Linked DNA regions of Sus scrofa: region 2 is linked to region 1. The links are chromatin contacts, called in public promoter capture Hi-C maps. All regions are on one chromosome and are shown on one strand. Each heading gives the region's core, a stretch centred on a gene start, on an enhancer-like site or on the middle of the called end of the contact. The rest is flanking DNA. Distances are from core to core; before and after follow the strand shown.

The links. Promoter capture Hi-C pulls out the DNA fragments that hold promoters and counts their contacts.
Region 2: a promoter capture Hi-C map of liver shows a contact between it and region 1, with 2.8 times the contacts expected there. The contact joins the promoter of AHCYL2 here to the promoter of NRF1 in region 1. A contact is called at or near these places in 1 of 5 promoter capture datasets (liver), 1 of 47 Hi-C or Micro-C datasets (embryonic fibroblasts) and 1 of 2 datasets of contacts at active chromatin or transcription factors (alveolar macrophages).

The regions. Positions count from the first base shown.
Region 1 is chr18:19,138,939-19,145,934 of Sscrofa11.1, reverse strand. NRF1 (nuclear respiratory factor 1) reads left to right here and starts at 3,257. Exons shown (of 11, transcript XM_021078993.1): 1 at 3,257-3,392.
Region 2 is chr18:19,439,021-19,446,016 of Sscrofa11.1, reverse strand. It overlaps AHCYL2 (adenosylhomocysteinase 3), which reads left to right and starts at 4,178. Exons shown (of 17, transcript XM_005657758.2): 1 at 4,178-4,601. The coding sequence starts at 4,239.

The DNA.
Region 1 (6,996 bases), core at 2,008-4,507:
CGTATGGAGTTTTCTCCCCATATTATACTGTTTACAGTTTCTGTCTCCCTTGTGCAAAACATAATCACTGTAACTTTGTTGCAATATAGTTTTTCTTTAATTTGTTATGGTAGATTTTTCTGCCTTTTTTCTGAGATTGATTCTAGAATCTCAGGTTATTTTTAGCCTTTTGGACAGATCAACTAAGGTTCCCAGGCTCCCTTGTCTTAGGTAAGTGCAGTGGCCCTCTGAATCCACAGGTTCTACATCTGTGGATTCAACCAATAGTAGATCGAAAACATTTGAAAAAAATTTCAGAAATTTCCAAAAAGCAAAACTTGAATATGCCATGCACAGGGCACCTATTCACACTGCATTTACATTGTACTAACAACTATTTGCAGTGCATTTACGTTGTATTAGGTATTATAAGTAATCCAGAGGTGATTTAAAGTTCACAGGAGAATGGGAGGATGTGGGTGGGTTATATGCAAACCCTACATATGCCATTTTATATAAGGGGCTTGAGCATCTTCAGATTTTGGTTATCCGTGGGGGTCCTGGAACCATTGGGTACTGAGGTCTGAAGGCTGTCTGTAATTCGTATTTCCGAGGAGGGTAGAAACAGAGGTCTCCCGCTATTTAAGGTCTACTGTGAAACTGGCCTTGCATGAGATGCTGGCCAAAATCCCTGCCCTCACAGGATTGTGGAGGATACATGACTGGAGAAGTACTGTGCAGAAAGAGTAATGCAGTGCTTTCAGTCTTTTTGCAACTGTAATCCCAAAATAAAGGCATTTTATAGCATGATCTAGCATAAACATACACATCTACATACATATATTTATATATCTGAAATAAGAATTTCATAGAACAAGAGTGTTACTAAGTTTGATGTTCTCTGATATTTTCTATTTCTTTTATGAAATGTTGGTCATGACTCACTAAGTTAATTCTGTGCTTCATCAGTGGGTTTCAACCTACAGTCTGAAAAAAGCTGGTAATGGTTAAGAGCACAATTCTGAGGTCAGGCTGATGGCTTTCAGGTCTGGCTCCACCTTTTACTATCTGAGTTTGAGCAAGCAATTTCTGCATACCCAGGTTTCTCCATCAGCAAAATGAGAAAATAATAATAGCAGTACCCATTTCATCAACTCCACTTGAGAATTAAATAAAAGAGATAATGTGTGTAAAGGACTTAAAATAGGGCCTGACACATTGTGAGGGCTCAATAAACATAGGTGGTAAGTAGTGGGTGTGATGATGGAAGGGGGAAATGAGGGAATGTTTCCTCGAAGGGACCTTAAGGAGTAGTTAGGATTTATTCATGTGCAGGTTTAAGCAGATGAATGGAAGGAGTAGAGAGAGAAGTTCTGTGCAGAGAGCAGCCCTTACACGAGTTATTAGCTGGGAGAACTTCCTGTCTTATGTGACCCGCCAGCTTCCCAGTTCAACTGTAGCCTGAGGGAGAAGTCTATGACAGTTGAGGGTAGAGATGGCAGCAGGGGGTGAGATTAGGAAGGGCCCTGAAGGCACCTCAAAGTATTTTAGACTAACTTATGCATAACCAAATGTTATTAAGGCTGTTAAGGAGAGAAATGACATGGTTTACTTTTTTTGAAAGATCATTCAAGCTGGAGGGTGAATGGATTGCAGAGGGCAAATCCTGTGACAGGGAGACCATGAAGGGTCTATTGCAGCTTCCTGATGAGAGATGACAGTTACCTGGACCACAGTAAAAATGACAGGGAACACCTATTTTAAAAGATCTAACCAGGAGTTCCTGTCATGGCTCAGTGGTCAACGAATCCGACTAGGAACCATGAGGTTGCCGGTTTGGTCCCTGGCCTTGCTCAGTGGGTTAAGGATCCAGCATTGCTGTGAGCTGTGGTGTAGGTTGCAGACGTGGCTCGGATCCCACATTGCTGTGGCTGTGGTGTAGGCCAGTGGCCACAGCTCCAATTAGACCCCTAGCCTGGGAACCTCCATATGCTGCGGGAGCAGCCCTAGAAAAGGCAAAAAGACAAAAAGACAAAAAAAAAAAAAAAAAAAAAAAAAAAAATCTAACCAGATAAGGCACTTGAGAGAGGAAGGAGTGATGGATCATTTGTAGGTTGCTGGCTTGAGCACTTAGGTGGTAAGTGGGGATACTCAGTCACTTTCTTAGAAACACTGCATAAAAAGACGTGTTTTTAGTTATGTTGACTTTTGAGGTAAATGGAATATTGTTGAAAACTAAGGTGTCCTGGTCTTGTTAAACTGTTTTTTGACATCCTTTGAGATATTTCGTAATTCCCTAAAGCACCGGTTCTTAAATTATGGTATGCATGGCAATCACCGGGAGAATACTGTGTATTTGGGGATGGGGTGGGGTGAGAGGGGGAGTGTTAAAAATGTGGGTTCCTGGGCTAAGAAACCAGGATTTTGGAGACACCCTTTGGAGCCCAATATTTAAATCAGCCTGAGTGACTCTGATGCAGGTGATCTCCGCACAATTTAAAAAACAATGTTGTGATGATCATTGTACAACTATAAATGTAATAAAATTCATTGAGTAATTAAAAAAAAAAAACTAACAAAAACTACCTCTCCCGAGTCTCTAACATTAGTTTTTCTACTACTCTACACCCCTCCCTACTTCTCAGGCATGGGGGTTCCTATTGCCTCTGGCTTCCTCCACTTATCATATAAGCTCTGAGTTCGTCTTCCTAAGAGGCGTACCTCCAGCGCGCCCAGAACAATATGCGGCACAGAAAGGGCCCTCTGGAAATATTCACCGGCCGAATGAATGAGCGAAAACAATGTATTGCTTTGCACAAAAACTTTTGCTTTTAAATACCTAGGCAGGGTTTGAAAGAGGGAGGCAAAGGTCATTCCAAAGAGAGGGTGAGGATGCGAATGGCAAGGCAGCGCCGACAAAAAGGCGGGGAAGCCCCCTCTCCGGTTGTCTAGGAACCCTCTGGAGGTCCTAATTCCCGGGGGTGGGGGGGCGAGAAATGTGACTATTTCCAGATTAGCAACCATCTTGGGCCGCCCGCGTTATTTCTCCGGGGCGTCCACAGAAGAATAACGCAGCCCCTTCCGTGATTCCAACCCCATCCAAGCCTCGGAAGGGCAAAGTGAACAGGCGGAGGCCACAGGGGGCGACGGGGGCCGGAGCCCGAACCCCTCCGGGAAGCCCCGCCAAGGCAGCGCCGACCTCCCCATCATGGCGGCTGCCGGGCGGGGAAGCCTAGCCCGTGCGTCGCGTGCGTGCCTCCTCTCCCTCCCCTCCCCTCCTCGGCGGCGGCGGCGGCGGCGGCGGCGGCTTAGGCGGCAGCGCTCGCCATTGCCGCTGGTGGCAGGAGGCTGCGAGGAGCCGGCGCGGTCGCAGTCTCCACGGCGCAGGCCCACGGTAGCGCAGCCGCTCTGAGGTGAGTGCCCTACCGCGCAATCTCCAGCTATTTCAGCCCCGGCGCAGCCGCAACACGCCGCCCGCCCGCCGGCCGGCCGGCCCGCCCCGCAGCCGGCACCCTGCCGCCCCCGGCTCCAGGCCTGGGCCCCCGCCGGATTCGGCCCGCCTCGGGCGGGGGGCCCCGGCCCGGCCCAGTCAAACCGCCACCCCGAGGATGCGCAGGCCGCACTAGGCCCCAGGCGTCCTGGCGGGCTCGGGAGGGAGGCGCTGCCCTCCCGAGAGCCCCAGGGTTCCGGCCTCCCCCGCCGCCTGAGGCTCTCGGGGCCGCGGCCTCCTGTCCGCCGTGGAACCTGGGGCCCGGGCTCGGCCTTCCCGCGGGTTCGGGAGCGAGAGGCCCGGGAGCGCGCCGGCCTGGGAGCGGGAGGTGGGCGGGCTGCGCGGGACCGGAGCCGCAGCTCCCAGCTCGCCTCTTCTGCCCTTCTCGGGTCTGGTCCGCGGGCGGCGCGGCGGGTTGGGCCGGGGCGCGGGAGTCGCTGTCTCCTGCGGGAGAGGAGGTTGGCTCTTTGGGCGACCTCCGAAGCTTCTCCCTCCGGGGTGGCGTGGGCTCGTTACCCAGGTAGACTGGGGGACGCTGGAATATGGCGCGTTGCCCACCTTCTTGCAAGTTAGGAGGCGGCAGCGGCGGCTGTTCCAGAAGGAGGGCGCAAAATCCTTTTGTACGCAGAAATAAGGAGCGACATTGTGTTTTCTTCTCCAGCTGAGATGCTGCCGGTGGAGGGGCCTCTGTTCTTTTTAGGCTTAGGGTGGTGGTCCCCTGGGTGAGGGACAAGGGGGAGTGGCGCGACCCCGGAAAGGTACCGGACCTTTGCCACTGGAAAGGCAGGGGCTCTAGAAGTCCTTGTGCATGGGTATTATCCCACATCCCCAGTCTTTCAGGGGAACTCAAGGGTTTGCCCTTGCATGTTACCCGCTTAACTGGGCAATGATGTCCACCGCCTCTCTCACCTGTTGTGTCGTTGCTTCTGGTCACAAAGTTTCCACAGTGCATCTGACTGTGCCCATCAAAACTTGAGGTTGTTTAAAAATCTTAATTTTTTTTAGGGCTTCAAATGATATCTGGCCAAGCCATTTGGAGGAGCTGTTGCCTGGTCTCCTTTCTTAAGCATTAGATTAGAATATATTAATTGCTTACTTGAGAGCTGGTGTTGGTCGTGTTTAATTCTTTCAGAGCAAAATTCGCATTTTCCCAAGTGTGTAGAAACAATGTATTGGGAAATTCTTAAGATAAAAGGTGAGCGAGCCTGTCAACTCGGACAGTGCTGCAGGAGAGTGGGCATGCTCATCTTGTACCTTTTGTCCCAGGGAGGGCATCATAGGAGGGGTCACAGCTCACAGTGATCTTTTCCCCATTTTGTCTCCATCCAGCTTTTAAAAAATTCCTTTTCCTTTGGCCTTAAACAGTAAGTTATTGGGTTGTTCCTCACTCCAGGAGGGGGGGTGGGAAGGGAGGCGGCTTAGAAATGCTGGGTTCTTTTTCTTTTTTTTTCTTCCCTTAATTGGGTAGTAGTAGCCTGACTCCCTAAGATTGTATTTGAAAGTTCTTGATGTGTCATCCCATAGGTGGTGAAAATATGGCTAGTTCTGTCTGTGCGTCTGAGTGTAATTTCCTTATTCTATGAGTGCAAAAACAAACATAACAATTACCATATGTAATGTAGAATACTTATTTTTAACTTGGGTCTAAAATTGTGCAGAAATTTTTGCTTAGGAGTCAGTGCTCATATTTTCATTTGAGGGATGGCGGGAAGGGTTTCTTATTCCCAAGCCAGGAGTTTTCATGGAAATAGTTTTCTTGCCAGGTTTTAAGGAAATTAAGTTCTGAATTTAAGGAAGTAACTATAGGAGTAGGATATAATGAGGACCCTTGTCTAGATACAGAGGAAATTAAAAAGAGAAAGGATTTCGGGTTTCCATCCCAATTCATGTATATTCCAACGGAACCCAAAATTGTAGGGTTTTTTGGTTTTATTAAATCACAGTTATATATCTATCTCTGATTTTTTAGGGAGCTAACGACCAACTTCCCATGATTTATTTACATTGCCTGTACATGATAGGTTCAAGCAGTATTCAGGAAGTATTTTATGTGAAATAATAAAAATGGGTGACTTTTAAGGGAAATTCAAGGTCCTTGTGGTCTGGGGTTATTTTTTTTTTTTTTTTTTTTTTTTTTTGTCTTTTGTTGTTGTTGTTGCTATTTCTTGGGCCGCTCCTGCGGCATATGGAGGTTCCCAGGCTAGGGGTCGAATCGGAGCTGTAGCCACCGGCCTACACCAGAGCCACAGCAACGCAGGATCCGAGCCGTGTCTGCAACCTACACCACAGCTCACGGCAACGCCGGATCGTTAACCCACTGAGCAAGGGCAGGGACCGAACCCGCAACCTCATGGTTCCTAGTCGGATTCGTTAACCACTGCGCCACGACGGGAACTCCCTGGGGTTAATTTTTAATACCTCTTATATGTAATAAAGCATTCAGTAAATGTTTGTTAAAGGGTAATAATGATAAACAGTAATTATTGAAATTTAAAAAAAATTTTTTACAAGTATTTGAAAAGACATGCTGATTTTTTGGTTTCTAGAAGGGACTATAAACTGTCAGCTTTTGGAAGGACACCCTACAGTCTCTGAAGAACAGGAAGTTATTGCATAGGTTCAACTTTTGTCATATATCTTTAGGCAAGCCCAGTCCTTTATGCTGCAGTGGGATTGTTCATCTACTGTAGTGCCACTCTGAAAAGTTGGAGGATAAGGGGAGAGGCCTCTGTGGGTTGTTGAGTCTCAGAAGTGTCTAACTCAAGAGTTTTGGTGTACTCTCTGGGTCTGTAATTCAGGAAATTTGATATTTAAATTTAGTTTATGTGTGACTGTGATGCTTATTAATACATATTTTAAAAGATTTGTAAAATCAATCTTACAGATAAGTACCAGTCTTTGATTTTGTAAAAAAAAAAATTCAAAAAATGTTTTGTATTGAAGGACATTTTCTGTTCTTTCATGTTTTCCTTGAGAGCTAAAGCTAGTGTTTTCAGCCTGAACTTACCCAGATAGAATTTTCCATCAATGCTTAGTAAAACAGCAATGAAAAAGAAACCCACTTGTTAAATTTATTTTAGAAACATTTTATTTAGATCAAGTCCAGTTATTATTTTTTTAAGGCTCTGATATATGTTAATTTTTGAGCATTATGTATCATATAGTTCCTTATTAACTAAGGTGTGGATTATCCATTTTTTTGGCTTTTCAAGTTAGTGCGTTTATCCATCAGTATATTTACTAAGGAGAACAGGCTGGAAGAGGAATAGTAAAGGAGGTGAAACAAATCAATTTCAGGTGTTTCCAGAAGATTATAACCACATTGAGCTTTTGGAAACTTTTAATCCTGGAGCAACAAGAATGCTTTGCCTGAAGTTATTTTGATGTAATATGGACAAAACTTAGAAAATGAAAAGGCTTTTGGACTGCTTAAGGAAAATAAGTAGATTATATATGCCTTGGAATGTATGTATTTTTCTTTTCTTTTTTTTGAAATAGATGTATTTTTCTGAAGTACGGTTTATAAT
Region 2 (6,996 bases), core at 2,929-5,428, 300 kb before region 1:
GCAATGCCGGATTGTTAACCCACTGAGCAAGGGCGGGGACCGAACCCGCAACCTCATGGTTCCTAGTCGGATTCGTTAACCACTGCGCCACGACGGGAACTCCCTTTTTTTGAATTCTTTCCTTGATGAATTTCCCCCTCTTCATTTTCTTTGTTATCTCTCTCTGGCACTCGTGTTATTCAGATGTTGATCTGTCTGGACTGACCCGCTGATTATTTCCTTTTCTATTTTTTTTCAATTAGAGAAAAAAATGTATTGAAGGTCTGAAAAACAATTCCTAAGAAATTGATTTTCCAGAAAACTGTAGCTACACAATGCATTGCACCTATCAAGTTAAAAATCTGCATTAGACACAAATATAAAAACCATGACTGACACAACATTGTAAATCAACTTAAAAAAAATTAAAATAAAACCCACGAAAGAAGTCACCATTCTTCAACAATTGGTGCAAAGATAAATTATATTTTTCCTATTTTTAATTTCTTACTTCTTAATTTATTGAGTTTAAAAAATTCTGCCAGTATGCTTTCATTTTTAAAGTATCATGTTTTTGGAATGTTCACTTTTTTTTTTTTTTTTTTGTCTTTTTAGGGCCACACCTGCAGCATATGGAGGTTCCCAGGCTAGGGGTCTAATCAGAGCTGTAGTCACTGGCCTAAACCACAGCCACAGCAATGTGGGATCCAAGCCTCATCTGTGACCTACACCACAGCCCACGGCTACGCTGGATCCTTAACCCACTGAGTAAGGACAGGGATCGAACCTGCTTCCTCATAGATGCTAGTCAGATTCGTTTCTGCTGAGCCACGATGGGAACTACATCATCCTGTTTCCATTACAGTGTTTTCATTTTTGGCCGTGCCTGCTGTTCCTCAGTAACAAAGATGGCAGAAGCAGCAGGTGTGTAGGATGGACCTGACAATGGGCAAGAATGTGCCCTGATGTTTGGCCTCAACCAGAGGATGGTGCCTGGATAAATAAAGGATGAATATCAGTTACTTTCCAGCACTTCAACTCCTTATGTTTTGTAACCACATCCCATTGAAGAATGAGTTCACCCCGTTGGTAATCAAGTCTAGCGGCCGTCCAGGTAGGCAGCTGCTGCCTATGAGCTTCGACACATGCCAGGTGGCTGTACCGCAGCTCCCTTGTGCATTAGGGGGAAGAATGAAATCAGTTATAGAGCTGCTAATCTCTTCTCCGACAGCTGGAGGATGAAGCTCTGAGCTGGTTCTTTGTAACAGGAAGGAAATTCTGAAAGCCAGACTGTGAAGAGAAAGCTTAAGAAGTTCTTGCGTCTGGTGGACTTGAGGGCTTTGTGGAAATGGCAGTGTTCAGATGCCTTCCAACTCATAGTGTGAGGCACAAATTTCGAAGGCAAGATAGAAAAGACTCCATTCAGGATAGTATACTCCACGAATGAACAAATTTCCTTTTTCTTTTCTTTCTTTTTTTTTTTCTTTTTAGGGCTGCATCCACAGCATGTAGAGGTTCCCAGGCTAGGGGTCACATTGGAGCTACAGCTGCCGGCCTACACCACAGCCACAGCAACACAGGATCCAAGCCACGTCTGCGACCCCCACCACAGCTCATGGTAACACCAGATCTTTAACCCACTGAGCAAGGCCAGTGATCGAACTTGCAACCTCATGGTTCCTAGTCGGATTCGTTTCTGCTGAGCCATGAAGGGAACTCCGAACAAATTTCCAAGACAGCAGTAGCTCAGGGAAGGAGACCAAGGCAGGTGGTTTCTCCCTTTCCTTCTTACCAGGGAAAAAATATTCCAAAGACTAGATGTTCAGTGGCCTTCTGGGCTTGTCAGGGCCATCACTTACTTTATGAACAACCAGAAACTCTAAGGTCCTCTTTGCCTCAGTTTCTCTGAGAATAAAGAAGAAATGACCTAGCCCATAATCTGTCACCCAGAGGCAATTGCATTTTAATGTACTGTTTTTATTCAAGTATTATTTACATAGCTAAAATCTAATAGGAGTTCCCATGGTGGCTCAGTGGGTTACGACCCCGACTAGTATCCATGAAGACAAAGGTTCAATCCCTGGCCCTACTCAGTGGGTTAAGTTGATTGCTGTGAGCTGTGGTATACAGGTCACAGATGTGGCTCAGATCTGGTGTGGCTGTGGCTGTGGTGTAGGCCGGGAGCTGTAGTTCCAATGTGACTCTTACCCTGGGAATTTTCAGATGCTTCAGGCATGCCCTAAAAAAGAAAGAAAACAAAATCAAATAAAATATGCTAATTTATTTAGCTCACTATTTTATCATAAGTATTTATTTCCCTTCATCACTGAAAAAAAGTTCTTAGCAAACTTAATTTTAAAGGCTATATAATCATTCCTCTGTTGTTGGACATTAGTTTCAGATACCTTTTCATTATTCAAAATAAATCTGCCATACAAGTCTTTGGGTTTACATCTTCAAAAAGAAATTAAAATAAATAAGTTTTAAGTTTTAAAATAATACAGAAAAGTACAAGGTAAAAAAAAAACACTTCACATCCCATCGCTTAAAACAATTGCTATTTATATTTTAGTTAATATTCTTCTCTGTTGATATATTTAATCCGAATTTCAATTATCTCCCTGGAACCCAGCAAGACTCTGCAAGGCCCTCCCTGTCTGCTGTTTGTATATATATAAAAAAAAAAAAAAAAGGCTTTAGGAGTTCCCTTGTGGCACAATGTTAAGTACCTGATGGTGTCACTGCAGTGGCCAGGGTCACTGCTCTGGCCCACTTTGAACTCTGGCCCAGGAACTAACCACCACATGCCTCAGGCATGGCAAAAAAAAAAAAAAAACCAAAACAAACTAACAAAAAACCCAAAGGGCTTTAGTTTCCCAGGCCTTCCCCAAGTTCCAAAGAGCAAGCTGAAGATGTCAGCAGGACAATAGCATCACAGGACTCCTTGTTCCTCCTGAAGGGATATAGATAACAATCTGATGTGTGTCTGAGTTCTACTAAAACTAAGACCCCTACCCAGGAGGAAAATGGTGACCACATGTTGACCACAAGCAATAGGCCGGTTGGAACCAGAAGGCTGAGATCCCAGAGATATATCACCTGGTTATGGCACCACCAACCCATTAGAATAAGATCACACACCCTGGAGCCCTCAACCCCAATTCTGCCTTAAAAACTTTTCCCTGAAAACTATGGGGGAGTTAGGGTTTTTTGAACTCCAGCTGCTGTTCTTCCTGGCACGCTGCAATAAACTTTCCTCTGCTCCAAACTCTGATGTTTCGATTTGTTTGGCCTCACCGTGCCACAGGCATACAAACTTGGGTTCTACAATATCCCTAGTAGAATTAATAGGGCAAAAGAATTGGCTTTGTTTAAGGCAATGGTTTTCATTCCTTAGTCTTGAAATTTTGACCTAGTGATACCTAACTTCTTTTTTAGACTGATACTAAACTCCAAGCCCAGAATGTGCCAGAAATTGCCACAACAGGCAATTAAAAACAGGACCATGTTATTCCTTCTAAAAACAAAGCCAGTAAAGGTGTGAGGTCCTAATTTCACGGACGCAGAAAAATTAAGTCACTTGATTAAGCCTGAGGCCAGCTCTCTCCCCACCGCTTTTCCTTTAAATGCCTGCTCACGTGATAGCAGAGGTGCACCCTAGGAAGAAATTTACACTGTCGGGGTAGAGTCAATCTTCCTCCACCTTCCCAAACTTAGGGTTTCTAGAGCTAGCTCCTCGGAAGCCGCAACTCCTCTGGAGACCTTCTCTTCCTCATGTTCTTCTTCATGTCACCTATCCTCACTTCTTTCTTTTAGTCGCCGGCGCTAAAGCTCCATCTCTGCTACAGAATCCCGCTTGCCGGAGGAAGGGCGACCGGGACTACAACCCCCAGGGGGCTTCGCGGGCCCCGCCCCCGGCGGCGCGCAGGGGTGGTCGGGGGCTGAGGTCCCACCGTCTCTTCGCCGCCTTCGGCCCAGAGCAAGCGCACTACAGGTTCCGTGGCACCACACGCGCGGGCAAGCCGGACGGAGCGGTCTGGGGCGGGGCGGGGCGGGGCGGGGCGAGGCGGGGCGGGGCGGGGCAGAGAGGGGAGGGAGAGGCCGGGGCCGGCGGGCGGGTGGGCAGGCGGAGGAAGTGGGTGGGAGCGGAGGCGATGGAGGGGAGGAGTGGGGGAATGGGGGAGGGAAGGGGAAGGGAGGCGGGAGGCGGGGCCGAGCTGGAGCTGGAGTCTGAGCCGGCGGTTGCAGTGGAGGCGGTGATGTCGGTGCAGGTCGTGTCGGCAGCGGCTGCCTCGAAGGTGCCTGAGGTGGAGCTGAAGGACCTGAGCCCTTCCGAGGCGGAGGCGCAGCTGGGACTGAGCACGGCGGCTGTGAGCGCCATGGCCCCTCCAGCAGGCGGTGGGGACCCTGAGGCTCCAGCTCCCGCGGCGGAGCGGCCCCCGGCCCCTGGCCCGGGATCGGGGCCCGCCGCGGCTCTCAGCCCCGCCGCTGGGAAAGTGCCTCAGGCGTCGGCCATGAAGCGGAGCGACCCTCATCACCAGCATCAGAGACACCGCGACGGCGGCGAGGCCCTGGTCAGCCCCGACGGCACCGTCACCGAGGCGCCGCGTACAGTCAAGAAGGTATTGGGGCCGGGCTGCCTCTGTCGGAGAGGGAGGGTAGGAGGGGGAACCGCAGATCCTCGCGGCGCGGCGCCACCCTCCACGCCCTCTCTTGTCATCGTAGAAGCCGAGAGATCCCTTTCGCCCTTAAATCCGCTCTCTCGGAGATGCCCCCTTCCTGGCCCCATGCTGAGGAGTGAAGACTCCAGGGGGTACGGCCGTACTTCGCTGGGAATAACATGGAGGTAGCGCTCTCGCCTACTACTTGGAATAGTAGGCTGGGAGAGGAGAGCCACCTAATCTTAGCCCTCGCTGAACTCCCCGACATGCTCCGTGTGTATGTTCCAGACTGTCGGGGAGAAGACCCCGATGGTGTAGAAAAACCTCACTGCTTATGAGAGTTCACTCAGCAGTAAGGGTTCTCTCTTGGAAGAACGAGTAAGGAGTAGTTACCTCGCTCTGAGATCCTCAGTTGTGTGGTTTCTGTGCAGATGATGACTTTCTGCCGTTCTTGTCCAACCACTTCCATCGAGCAGTACTGATGCTGTGCCCTTCATTCCAGATTCTGCGATCTCCTTACATCCTCTCTGAATGTAGAAGGGTAATGGACTCTCTTCACTCTTTTCTCTTCAGAGGTTTGTTCTCTCTGCCCAGTAGTTGGTCGCCACCAAGATTATTGTACTGTGTATGAAGAGGTGATTGTTTTATTAGGTCTTTCATTATGATCTGAAAGTGTTAGGAAGTGTTAGGAATGCTTCTCTTTTTGGGAAAAGCGATCACAGTGGGGTTTTCTGTCTCAGCTGTCAGTTTCTTCCAGACAGAGTTTTGAAGAAGAGCACCAAGGAGTAGGTGTGCCTAGATGTGTGATTTTAATACCCATCCCAGTATTATTTTTAGGATGGCTCTATCTATGGTGTGTTTCTCCTCTCATAAAGCTAAGTCAGTACAGGAAAAAAAAAGGGGGAAATATTGCAAAAACAGCAATGTGGATCACATCAAAAGGGATGATTGCTCTAATTTCTGAGGCATGATGTGAACATGGTGATTTATGGTTTTTTTGTTTTGTGAATGATTTTTAATTGCTTTATCAGAACATTGAGAAAATGATAACAGTCTGCATTGGTTTCACTGTGTGGGACTCAGCTGAAGTGGAACCTTGGATCCAGCCTAACTTTTCTTATAACTGCCTCATTATTAAGGTATAGAGCAGAGAACCCTTTCATTCGAATTACCCAAATATAGATGATCAGACAGTGTCAGAGGCAAGAGTGAAAGCTGTGTTTAATGATGCTTTAGGACATTGTCTTCACATTTGCATTATGAATCTCCCATGGGAGGAGCTATAGGAGGAAAGAGGGGCAGCACAGGCACCAGTGCTGGTAGTACCTAGATTCGAGTCTGGAAATCTGAAACACGTTTGTAAACCAGTCAAGCTGCTTTATAACTTTGGCCAGATCCTGTGATTAAGGGTCTTTTTGTGTAAACTCTGTATTTTGGTAAGAGTGTTTGACAAATTGCCTTTAGAACATGGGATTTACAGTCAGGCAGACCTGAGTTCGAATCCTAGTACCCCCACTAACTAGGTTTTGGGTAATTTCCAAATTCTCTAAATCTTAGTTTTCTCTTTTATAAAATGAAGTTACTAGTACGAGTGAAGATTAGAAGTATTTGTAGAGGGCTTTGGCATTGAACTTGGCACATACTGTGAGGGCTTCAGAAATAATAGCTATTATGGAGAATTGATTTTGTTTTTTCCCTCCTCTCATCATGTTAAATGCATGCCATCATGGCTTCCTTTGAAAGGTACACACAATTCAATAGATTCTACATAAAGAAGTGAAAAAAATCACAGGCCAGCGTGTCAGTCTGTTTTTCCTAATTCAGGTTGTGTTTCTTAACCATTTTCCTTGTTGCTGAACCACCTTCCTGTTTTTCCAGCATCAAAATGTAGGTTCCATGATTCTAGATTTACTCAGCAGCCCCAAGGCTGTGGAAGACAGGGCTGAGCTTGCCTTACAATGTTAATTGCAACCAAAAAACAGTTTCTCTATTGGAAGTTAAGCAGGCTAAGCTCTGGGGAAGGATGCAGCTGTGTGACACAACTAATAAAAGGCATTACTGAGCTGCTTTTAGGGGGCAGAATCTTTAACTTTCTTGGTATTGAATAAGTTATATTAAAACAAGTGCATGAGACTGACCTTTCTCCAAGTTGAAAGTCACCTCCCCAAGGGACTGCAGTGTGACATTTCGATTTGTTGAAACTTTCCTGGCTTTTAGTTTATTTAAATAATCATTCTGACCTTGACTTCCTTCTCCTTTTATTTTAGTGTAGGGAAGGACTGTAGGTACTTAGACTTGAAATAGCTGCCTTTGGCTATGTAATTGGTGACTGTTGCTTTTATTTTTAACTGTCACA